Regions from separate parts of the Muntiacus reevesi genome. Here region 2 is linked to region 1. Evidence: chromatin contacts called from public Hi-C data. All regions are on one chromosome and are shown on one strand. The core of a region is the stretch at or near the end of the contact, and the rest is flanking DNA. Distances in the headings are between cores, read along the strand shown. Region 1 holds the start of GNG13 (G protein subunit gamma 13). Region 2 holds the start of C1QTNF8 (C1q and TNF related 8).

Region 1 (4,525 bases), core at 1,174-3,673:
CTCATAAAATTACACTAAATATTTTATGTCTGACCTTCCTTATCTTTCAACAAAAAGAATCAAAAGGCAGCAAATCAATGTGGACAGAACAACAGAAAGAACTTCAGTTGGCCATGTAGTTAGAACCCAGCTCTTCTAAGGGATCTCTGCCAACGATGGGAAAATAAAGCTGTTTTTCTTTAAACTGTGATGTTTACATGCACTGGATTTATCATCACTGGTTTTAAGTGAAAGTCCTAAGTGTAACAGCTGCTCTATTTTTGTTTCTAAATACCCCTAGATGTCACCATGTAACAGAAACTTGAAAAATTTAGGAAAGTTGAGGAGTCCTGACGCTAAATTTGAAAGGCAGGTCCCGTGTTTGCAACGTGGGGAAGCAGCTGGATAGGCCTGTGGCTCCACCTAGTGGCAAAGGCCAGGCAGGGGACATAGGTGAGCCAGCCAGCTGAAGATGGAACTGCCTGACACCACCACACAGCAATGGGACTTCGGGAGCTGCCTTTTTGGGATTCAGGTGAAATGCAACATGAAACTGTGTCTTGGCAGGACTGCTGGGATCTTCCTCTGAGATCCAGCTCCAAAGACCTAGCTCCACAGACCTCAGCCCAAGAACCTCTCAGGGTCTCCGGATACCACAGGGAGCACCTCTTGCCGTGTGCTGCCATTGGTGCATTTGCCCATTAGGGATGGACAAAAGTAGGACTTGGCCATCTGCACAACCCAGGTCCTGCTCAGGACCAGGCCAGGGGGCTCGAGGAGGGAGAGGCTGTGGAGAAACAAGGAAAGGGGCCTCAAGGCCTCAGGGACTCACCATCATAGGGCAGTGGTGGACCCCCAACCCCATGGGTGTTGAGCAGCACCCCTGGCCTCCACCCCCAGACCCCACAACCATTCCCAACAGAGACGGTGGTGGGGCAAGACTGGATGTAGATCCCAGGAGACCAGGCTTTACAGCTGTGCCAATGGTCGGCTCCTTTGCTGTGTCTTGATTCACTGGTTTGTCTTCAACACACCCCTCCCCCTCCCTACAATCCTGGCTTACTTGCTGTCCAAGCCACAGGCCAACAGGACAGTGCCCAAATCCTTACTGAGTCATGATGGAAGACAAGCTTTGTTCCCTGTCGCCTGTCTGCCCAGCCTGTTAGTTTTACAAAAACTTCCTGGTGTCCAGTTCCATGGCACACCTCAAAACTCACCTGAAACGATAATCACAAGGCTCACTCAGGTGTCCAGAAGAGCCCTTTAGGAGGAAGGGTGTCCCTTGAGAGGGGACCTGGGTGAGGAGGCTTGAGGGGGGAACTGAGGGGGAGTACCTGACAGGAGGGGCTGACCTGAGAAGGGGGGACCTGATGGGTGGGGACGTGAGGGGGGAGACCTGAGGGAGGACCTAAGAGGGGGTACCTGCGTGGAGAGACCTGAGAGTGGTGGACTTGAGCGGGAGGACCTGACAGAGAGGGGGATCTGAGGTGGTAGGGCTTGAGAGGGTGAACTTGACAGAAGGGACCTGAAGGGGATACCTGAGGGGGAAGACCCTAGAGGGGGGAACTGAGTTGGGGTACCTGAGAGGGGGAACCTAAGGGGGTGGACCTGAGGGGGGTACCTGAAAGGGGATCTGAGTTGGGGAACCTGAGAGGAGTGGACCCTAGGGAGAGGACCTGAGGGGGGAATCCGAGGGGGCACCTGACGGGGGATCTGAGGGGGAGACCTAAGGGAGGAAACTGAGAGGGAGTAACTGAGGGGGAGACCTGAGGTGGGGGGAACCTGAGGGGGAGACCTGAGGGGGGGAGTCTGAGATGGGTGGACCTGAAGGGGAGACCTGGGGGGGGGGGGGAACCTGAGAGGGAGGGCCTGAGGGGGAGACCTGAGAGTGATACCTGTTGGGAGAAGCTCAAGGGGGAGACCTGAGACGGGGGACCTGGGGTGAGGACTTGGGAGGATCTGACAGGGGTGACCTGAGGTGGCGGGACCTAAGGAGGGACTTGAGGAGGGGACCTGAAAGGTGGGACCTTAGGTGGGGAACCCAAGAGGGGGAATATGGGTTGGGCAGAGGCACCCTGACGGCTCTGTCGTTAGTCTTCAACATTTCCCCCTTTTTCACAGATTCGGGCGGACGGTTTCACTCACCAGTGCCGCCGTGGGAGGCTGGGGATGCCCGGCCACCTCAGAGGTCACCTGCCATAACTTAACAGAAGGCTGAGAAACCAGGCTAACGGAACACCTGAGCCTGACAGGTGATAATGCCACCTCCGTTCCGGCCACGCCTTCACAGAAGACGCCGCCGCCCGGCTCCAAGATGGCTGCATCACGCAGAACGGCGTCCTACAGAAGCCCCGCCCCTCGCCCAGGGGGCAGGCCCTCTACGCGCCCCGCCCCCTCCACGCTTAGACCCGGAAGGGGTCTTCCAAGGCGGCACTGGGCTTCCAGAGCGGGCTGTGGAAGAGCAGCAGCGACGGGGATCGCGGTGCAGCAGAGGTACCCGGAGCCTGCTGCCGGGCCTTCCCTCGCGGAGCCGCTCGGTACTGTCTTCACGATAAACACCGCACGTTAACACTAGTAAGAGCGCCGGAAACTTGTTTCGTTTAAGTTCTTTAGCTAAACTAGCCGTCAGCCTCCGTTCTAGGAGTCCTCGTCCAGTTAGGACTTCTGATAACGGCGTCTGTTGCGAGTTCCCTGTCCTCATCCTGGCCGTGAGGGGAAGCCCCCCGAGCCTGCCCTGCGGTCCCAGCGCCCGAGCAGCCAGGGCCCCGCGGTGCGTGGGCTCCTCTCGCCGCTCCGCACCGCCCGGGTCCTCTGGAAGCCAAGCCCGGAGCAGATTCGTCCAGGTGAAGCCGAGCAGCGAGCCGAGCACACCTCGGAGCCGTCCCGCCGGTTCCGTCCGCAGTCCAGGACGCGCTCCCGCGTTTGCTCCTTGCGTAGACTCCCATTGACTTGGTCCTTCCCCGTTTCACATGACAGACCCTTCCCCGGGAGGTTGAATTCTAGATTCCTTGTAACTCTAGTGTCAAGTTCTGCAGAGCAGTCTGCGTAGACTGCATCCAGAAGTGGCAGACGTGGCCCAGGCGAGGGAGCCCTGCGCTGAACCTGGGAGGGGTGAACGATGTCCTTGGTCCCCATGGGAGACCTCGCCCCCTGGCACAGGACGGGGGTCCTTTCTGGGGAGAGATCTTTGTGATAGTCGAGGGTCCCCATTCAGTCACTTGCACTCTGCAGTCACCAGAGCTAATGCAGCTTCTAATGAAATGAGCAGATGGCAGGGATTCCAGCTGTTTGAGGGAAGTCACTAGATGAAGGACACAAAACCGAGGGTGAGACCTGGGCAAGCCCAGAGCCTTGGGGCCTCAGTTTCCTGCTCAGCCAGTTCATCAGACCTACTCTGGGCAGTGAGCACTGCTGGGCATCATCCCTGCCGTGGGAGGCAGCCCCAGCTGACAGCAACGTTCCCTAAAGTGTCTCCTCTGCTTTTGTGGAAAACCTCTGGGCACTGAAACTTTCTAGGAGCCTCTTCCATCCACCCCTACATGGTGGGCATATCGCTTGGGACCAGAAGCATACCTGCTGAAGGTGCAAGGCCCACCACACTTGGCCACCGGGCAGGGGAGTGGGGGTGGTTATGGCAGCTGTGAGACAGAGTTGGGGGGGCCCTCCACACACCCCCAGCTCCACTCGCATAGCTGCCCCATGATCAGGTAGAATTTTCTTCAGTGCTGCACAGACCTGGGAGTGCAGCTGCAGGTCGAGAGGGAAAACCTAGAGCCATGCCCAGGCAGGCCTGGGTGACAGCGCACTGGTGGCCTGACGTGTGCATTCCTCCCACTCACCCACCCTCATGGCGAAAGGCCCTTTGGGGGTGCAGACCAGTAGACCTGCCAGCAATACGCAGGACCCCTAAGTGGCACTGGCCTCATCAGAAGGGGTCCCCCATGGCCTGTGAGCACTGGAGGGTTTGGTGCTTAGGCAGGTGCAGGCCCTCGGCCTCTTCCTGAACCTCAGGAGCACCAAGGTACAGACCATGTGCGTCTTCCTGACCCACATGCCGGCAGGAGCCAATGTCATGGGAGGACTGGAGCAGGAGGAGAAGGAGAGGGAGTCACCTGTGGGCTGCAGAGCCATTAGAATAAACTGCTTAACCAGAGTCACTTCCCTGAGACTTTATGACTAACAGCTTACGCCAATTAGAACCTGTGATTCCCTGGAATCATTCACTGTGCACACACGAGTTTGCACTTTGCACACACGAGTCTAAGGGCTTAAATTATTTTTGAAAGTCATTTTCAAACACTCAAAGATTATCCAAGAACTACCTAGTTTCTTGTGAGCTCTGTTTAACTGGATGAAATAGTTTTTTTAATCTTCCTATCCCCATGTTCACCTCAGACAGCTGTTTCCAGGGATGGGAGACAAGTAGGCACATCCCCTGAGACCTCAGGAGGGGAGTCAGCCTGTTGTAGTCGAGAGGGTCCCACCTACCCTGGGATGGGTGCGGGCAGGCTGGGCCCCCACCGTCTCCTGTCAGGCCTAGGTTATA
Region 2 (4,525 bases), core at 1,299-3,798, 180 kb before region 1:
CCTGGGTCAGGAGCAGGTGGCGTCTGCAGAGAGACCTCGGTCCAGGCCACCCACATCTGGATTCCAGCAGAGCTTGTTCAGACAAGGACAAGGTGTGGGGACAGCTGAGCACTGCTGCAGTGTGAACCCTCACCTCCAGGGGCCGGGGACATCCGGGAAGTGGCTCCAGCTGGCAGGCTCCCCTGACCACAGCCCTCACCAGGTCTGCTCACCACCCAGCAAGCCAGCCCCAGATGCCCGCAGCCTGCCTCCTGGAAGGCGGCCCCGGCTCCCCAGGCCACGTCAGTGCCCCGCCGCCAGGCAGCCTGGCTTGGTGTGGCGGTGGGCTGGGGGATGCTTCTCAGGGAGTCACATGGCCTTGTGTTCAGAGGCCGAGGCACCAGGCGCTCCCTGGGGCCCAGTGTCCAGCTGCTCAAGCCCAAGCAAGCATGAGGGTAGGTCCTGGTGTAGTCACAGCCCCCGCCTACCACTGCCTGGGGCGCCCTGTGAGTTATTGCTGCCGGAGGGGGCTGGCATCACAGGGACATAACCCTCATCCCCTGAAAGGCTGGGCTACTGTCAAGGGCCCCCGACAGGGTATCACAGCAGGCCTCTCACTCCGCTGGGCACCAGGGCCTGGGCACGGTGTGGTGGAAGGTGGGGGCAGACACCACAGCCTGGCCAGACGCTGCCCCCACCCCCAGTGCCACCGGCCAGGCCCAGCCCCCATGGCCCAGCCAGCAATGGGCATCGGCGAGTGGTCTGTCTCCACTCAGCCACTGTTCCAGCCTCCCCGACTCCCCCTAAGTCACCGCAACCCGGATGGCAGCTAGCCCCATAGTCCCGGCCACCCCAGGCCCCCAAGCCCCACCACAACAGGGCTGGGGGAGGTCCCCAGAGCCCCCAAGGCGGGGCTGCGGCAGGTGGAAGGCCGGGCAGCGGGCAACGGGGCCTCACGAGCCTCCTGCAGGGAGCTCGGAAGCTGGCCCAAGGCCTGTTGGTCTTGGATGGCCCAGAGGGAAGCCACGGGTGCCTGGGGTGGGCATGAAAGGGCTCTTTCACTGGCCGCTGCGCAGAGACGCCGGAGACCGCCAGGCAGGCAGCAACACCCAGTTGTGAAATGGTAACAGGGGGGTGGGGGTGGGTGGGGGTCTTCACAGCAACCTTGAGCAGGGCCTGGGGTAGGGGCCCCAGCAGCACAGGGCTGCCTGCGAGGGGGGCGCTGCCCAGGAGACACCCACGCCAGTCCGTTTCCTCCATGGGAGGAGTCCGGGAGAGTCCTGCAGGGTCCAATGTGGCTCAGGGGTTGGGTGAGGGTCTGCGAGGTTTGAGAAGGAGGTGGTAGAGAGAAGGGGTCCCACCTGCCGGGAAAGCTCAGCCTGGGAGTAGGTCTCAGACTATGTGAGAGGAAGGCCCTCATCCTGGGCTGCAGTCCTGAGGGCTTCCTGGAAGAGGGGGCCTGGGTATTTGCTCAGGATGGCCAGGGTACAGGGAAGAGTGAGGACTGCAATATCACACACAAGCCATTGCAGGAGACCAACCCTGCCTGAGCCTCTTGGATGCAGCCCTTGGGAGAACAGGGTAGGCAGAGTCCATTTGCCAGGAAAACTGAGGCCCCTCTGGAGCTCACCCAGGGCCCCCAGCATCTGGAAAGTGTGGCTCCACCTGGCACTGATGGGCCCAGGGTCAGGCAGTGTCTCCCGAGGGAGGGGACGTGGAGGCCGGAGGCTCAGAACTGGCAGGGATTAAAGACCAGCTTCTGTACAGCTGGGTGGGGGCTGGGGCAGCCTCCCCGGTTACCCTCCCTCCTCCGGGGGGTCAGGATGCACGTGTCCCCTCTGCCCAGCAATGCAGCCCCGCAGAAACTGCCTCATGTCGGGCCCCACCCAACATGGGCCCAGGGCCCGGCTGCCCGGAGTGTGGGGTATGGGATGGGGGGCATACCCTTACCTAAAGGAGCCCCTCCTGGAGGGCTCTGGCCAGTCACGGCGAGTGGGGCTTGGGGGACTGCTTCCCCACTCAGTGCCCCCTGCATCTGCCAGGTGGGGGGGGGTCTCCGGCCACGGGGGCTTTGGGGGACCTGGACTTCCCAGCTGCAGGCACTGAGGGTGCCCACTGCCACCCAGAACTAAGGCCTCGGGGAGGGAGGGGCATGAGCAGGGAGCAGTGCCCAGGAAGTGCCAGATCCCACAGGCGGCCACCTCGGCGCTTGCTAGGGCTCGGGGAGGGCGGTGTGGGGCCCTCCCAGCAGTGGTGGTCCCCAGGCTGTGTCAGGGAGGTGTCTCAGTCCCGGGCAGGGACCCATCAGCAGTGTTAGGGCGGGATGAGAGTCCAGGAGGGGCTACCAGGCGCTCTCTGCGGTCTCTGGGACCACAGCCCCTTTGAGGGGTCCCAACTGTCCTTCCCCACCCAGGCGGCTCCCTGGGCCCCCCGTCATCTCCCTCGCACAGGGGTGCTGCCAAGCTGCCGTGGGGGCCACTGGGGGCTCAGCAGGGCGAGCCCTCCACTCCCCGCCTTCCTCTCCCACCCTCCTCTTTCCTTCCTGCCCGGCCCCAGGCCCTGGCCCGGATGGTGGCTCCTGCCCTCCTGCTGCTCCTGGCACTGCCTGCTGGGGCCTGGCGTGGCCTGGGGCTGCCCCGTCGGTCGTGCGTGCAGTGCTGCCGTCCAGCCTGGCCCCCCGCCGCTCCTGGCCTGGGCGCCCACGTGAGCGACGGGGACCCATGGGCGCGGCTGCCTCTCCTGCGGCCCACCATCGACATCTCGATCCTCAAAGGTGAGCATCCCCAGAGGGGCGGCCACCCCCGCCCCCGGCCCTACAGGGACACCTGTGCTGAGGGGAGGGGACAGGGCCCAGGGCGGGCTCTGGGAAGGAGGGGACCCCGAGGGGACAATGGACGGGTGCCTGCTCCCCACGGCCGCCCCCCAGGTGGGCAGAGGGTGTCCCAGGGAAGGGGCTGTGGACAGAGGGCCTGAGGCTACCCTCAGCCCTACCCCCCAGGGGAGGGGAAGGGGCCTGGGTCCCCTCTGAGGGTGAGAGAGGCGGGGCTCTGGGAGGCAGATGCAACCCTGGGGGCTGCACCGAGCTTGAACCCCAGCGCTCTCTTCCTTCAAAGCCCAGTTCAGACCCTTCCTCTGGTGGCTGCCTGACCCCCCGGCCCCGCATGACCGTCAGCACAGACCCCAGAACAGCCAGGCCCTCAGGGTGTGGCTTCTTTCTCTTTGCCCCTTGGAGGGTGGGTTAGCGCCCCTCGCCCCTCGGAGAGAGGAGACAGAGGCCCACAGAGGTGAGGTCACTTGCAGGGCCACGTGGTCAGAGAATCTGACCCTGGGAGCCTTGACCAGGGGCTTCTCCTCACCCCCCGCCCCTCCCCGGCAGGTGAGAAGGGCGAGGCCGGGGTCAGAGGTCACTCTGGCAGGAGCGGGAAGGAGGGCCCGCCAGGCTCCCGGGGCCTCCGGGGGCGCAAGGGCCAGAAGGGGCAGGCAGGGCTGCCTGGCGCGCAGTGCACGCGCGCCTACGCGGCCTTCTCGGTGGGCCGACGGGAGGGGCTGCACAGCGCCGACGCCCTCCAGGCGGTGACCTTCGACATGGAGCTGGTCAACCTGGACGGCGCCTTCGACCTGGCTTCCGGCCGCTTCCTCTGCACCGCGCCCGGCGTCTACTTCCTGAGCCTCAACGTGCACACCTGGAACTACAAGGAGACCTATCTGCACATCATGCGCAACGCGCGCGCGGCCGCCGTGCTGTACGCACAGCCCAGCGAGCGCAGCGTGATGCAGGCGCAGAGCCTGCTGCTGCCGCTGGCCGCGGGCGACTCCGTCTGGGTGCGCATGTTCCAGCGCGACCGCGACAACGCCATCTTCGGCGAGCGCGGCGACCTCTACATCACCTTCAGCGGCCACCTGGTCAAGCCAGACGCCGAGCTCTGACGGCCCGGCGCCACCAGCCCCCAGGGCCCACCCTCCCAAGCCCCTTGCCCCGGAGTGGGGCCAGCTGTGATTGAATGCCGCCTGCGTGCACACGCTGAGCTGAGCATGGCCCCGGCAGGAGCAAGACAGACCCACCAGATCTGCTAGACGCAGATCCCGACCGAGCAAGAGATTCTGGTCCCAGCAAGAGATTCCGGAGCAGACCCGCGTTCCGGGCGCGCTGTGGGCGGGGTTGGGGCGGGGCACCTTCATCTGCTAAGGAGCTTGCCCCCCTGGTCGGGTTCCCTTTCCGCTTATAAAGGCTGTGCCAGGCCCCCGCGCTGTGAGAGAATTACAAAGAGCCTACTGGGTGCTGGGCTGGACGCTGATGAGGCTCCGGGGGAGGGGTGGAGCGTGCTGAATTCCAGGGTGCTCAGGGCGGCAGAGGCCACAGGACCAATGACATGGAGTAGGTGGGTGCCGGCCGAGCCAGAACAGGCCTCGGCCTGGGTGAACACACTGCCAGTACCGGTGGGTCTATTTTCTGGGGTTTGCGGCATCCCTGGGTCTGTCTTGAGTGGGCTGGGAGGAGGATGCTTGCCTGAGCCCGGGGAGCCCCAGGGGGGTATCTCCTCCACAT

The links. A called contact is a pair of places that touch in the nucleus more often than the background predicts.
Region 2: a contact with region 1 is called in a Hi-C map of blood, with 3 times the contacts expected there. The contact joins the promoter of C1QTNF8 here to the promoter of GNG13 in region 1. A contact is called at or near these places in 2 of 3 Hi-C or Micro-C datasets (blood and muscle).

Annotation. Positions count from the first base shown.
Region 1 is chr2:180,114,592-180,119,116 of mMunRee1.1, reverse strand. GNG13 (G protein subunit gamma 13) reads left to right here and starts at 2,423. Exons shown (of 4, transcript XM_065920232.1): 1 at 2,423-2,553. It overlaps LOC136160394 (a long non-coding RNA gene), which reads right to left and starts at 2,285. Exons shown (of 4, transcript XR_010661611.1): 1 at 2,125-2,285.
Region 2 is chr2:180,291,723-180,296,247 of mMunRee1.1, reverse strand. C1QTNF8 (C1q and TNF related 8) reads left to right here and starts at 2,548. Exons shown (of 2, transcript XM_065920237.1): 1 at 2,548-2,752; 2 at 3,356-3,906. The coding sequence starts at 2,548. The coding sequence ends at 3,906.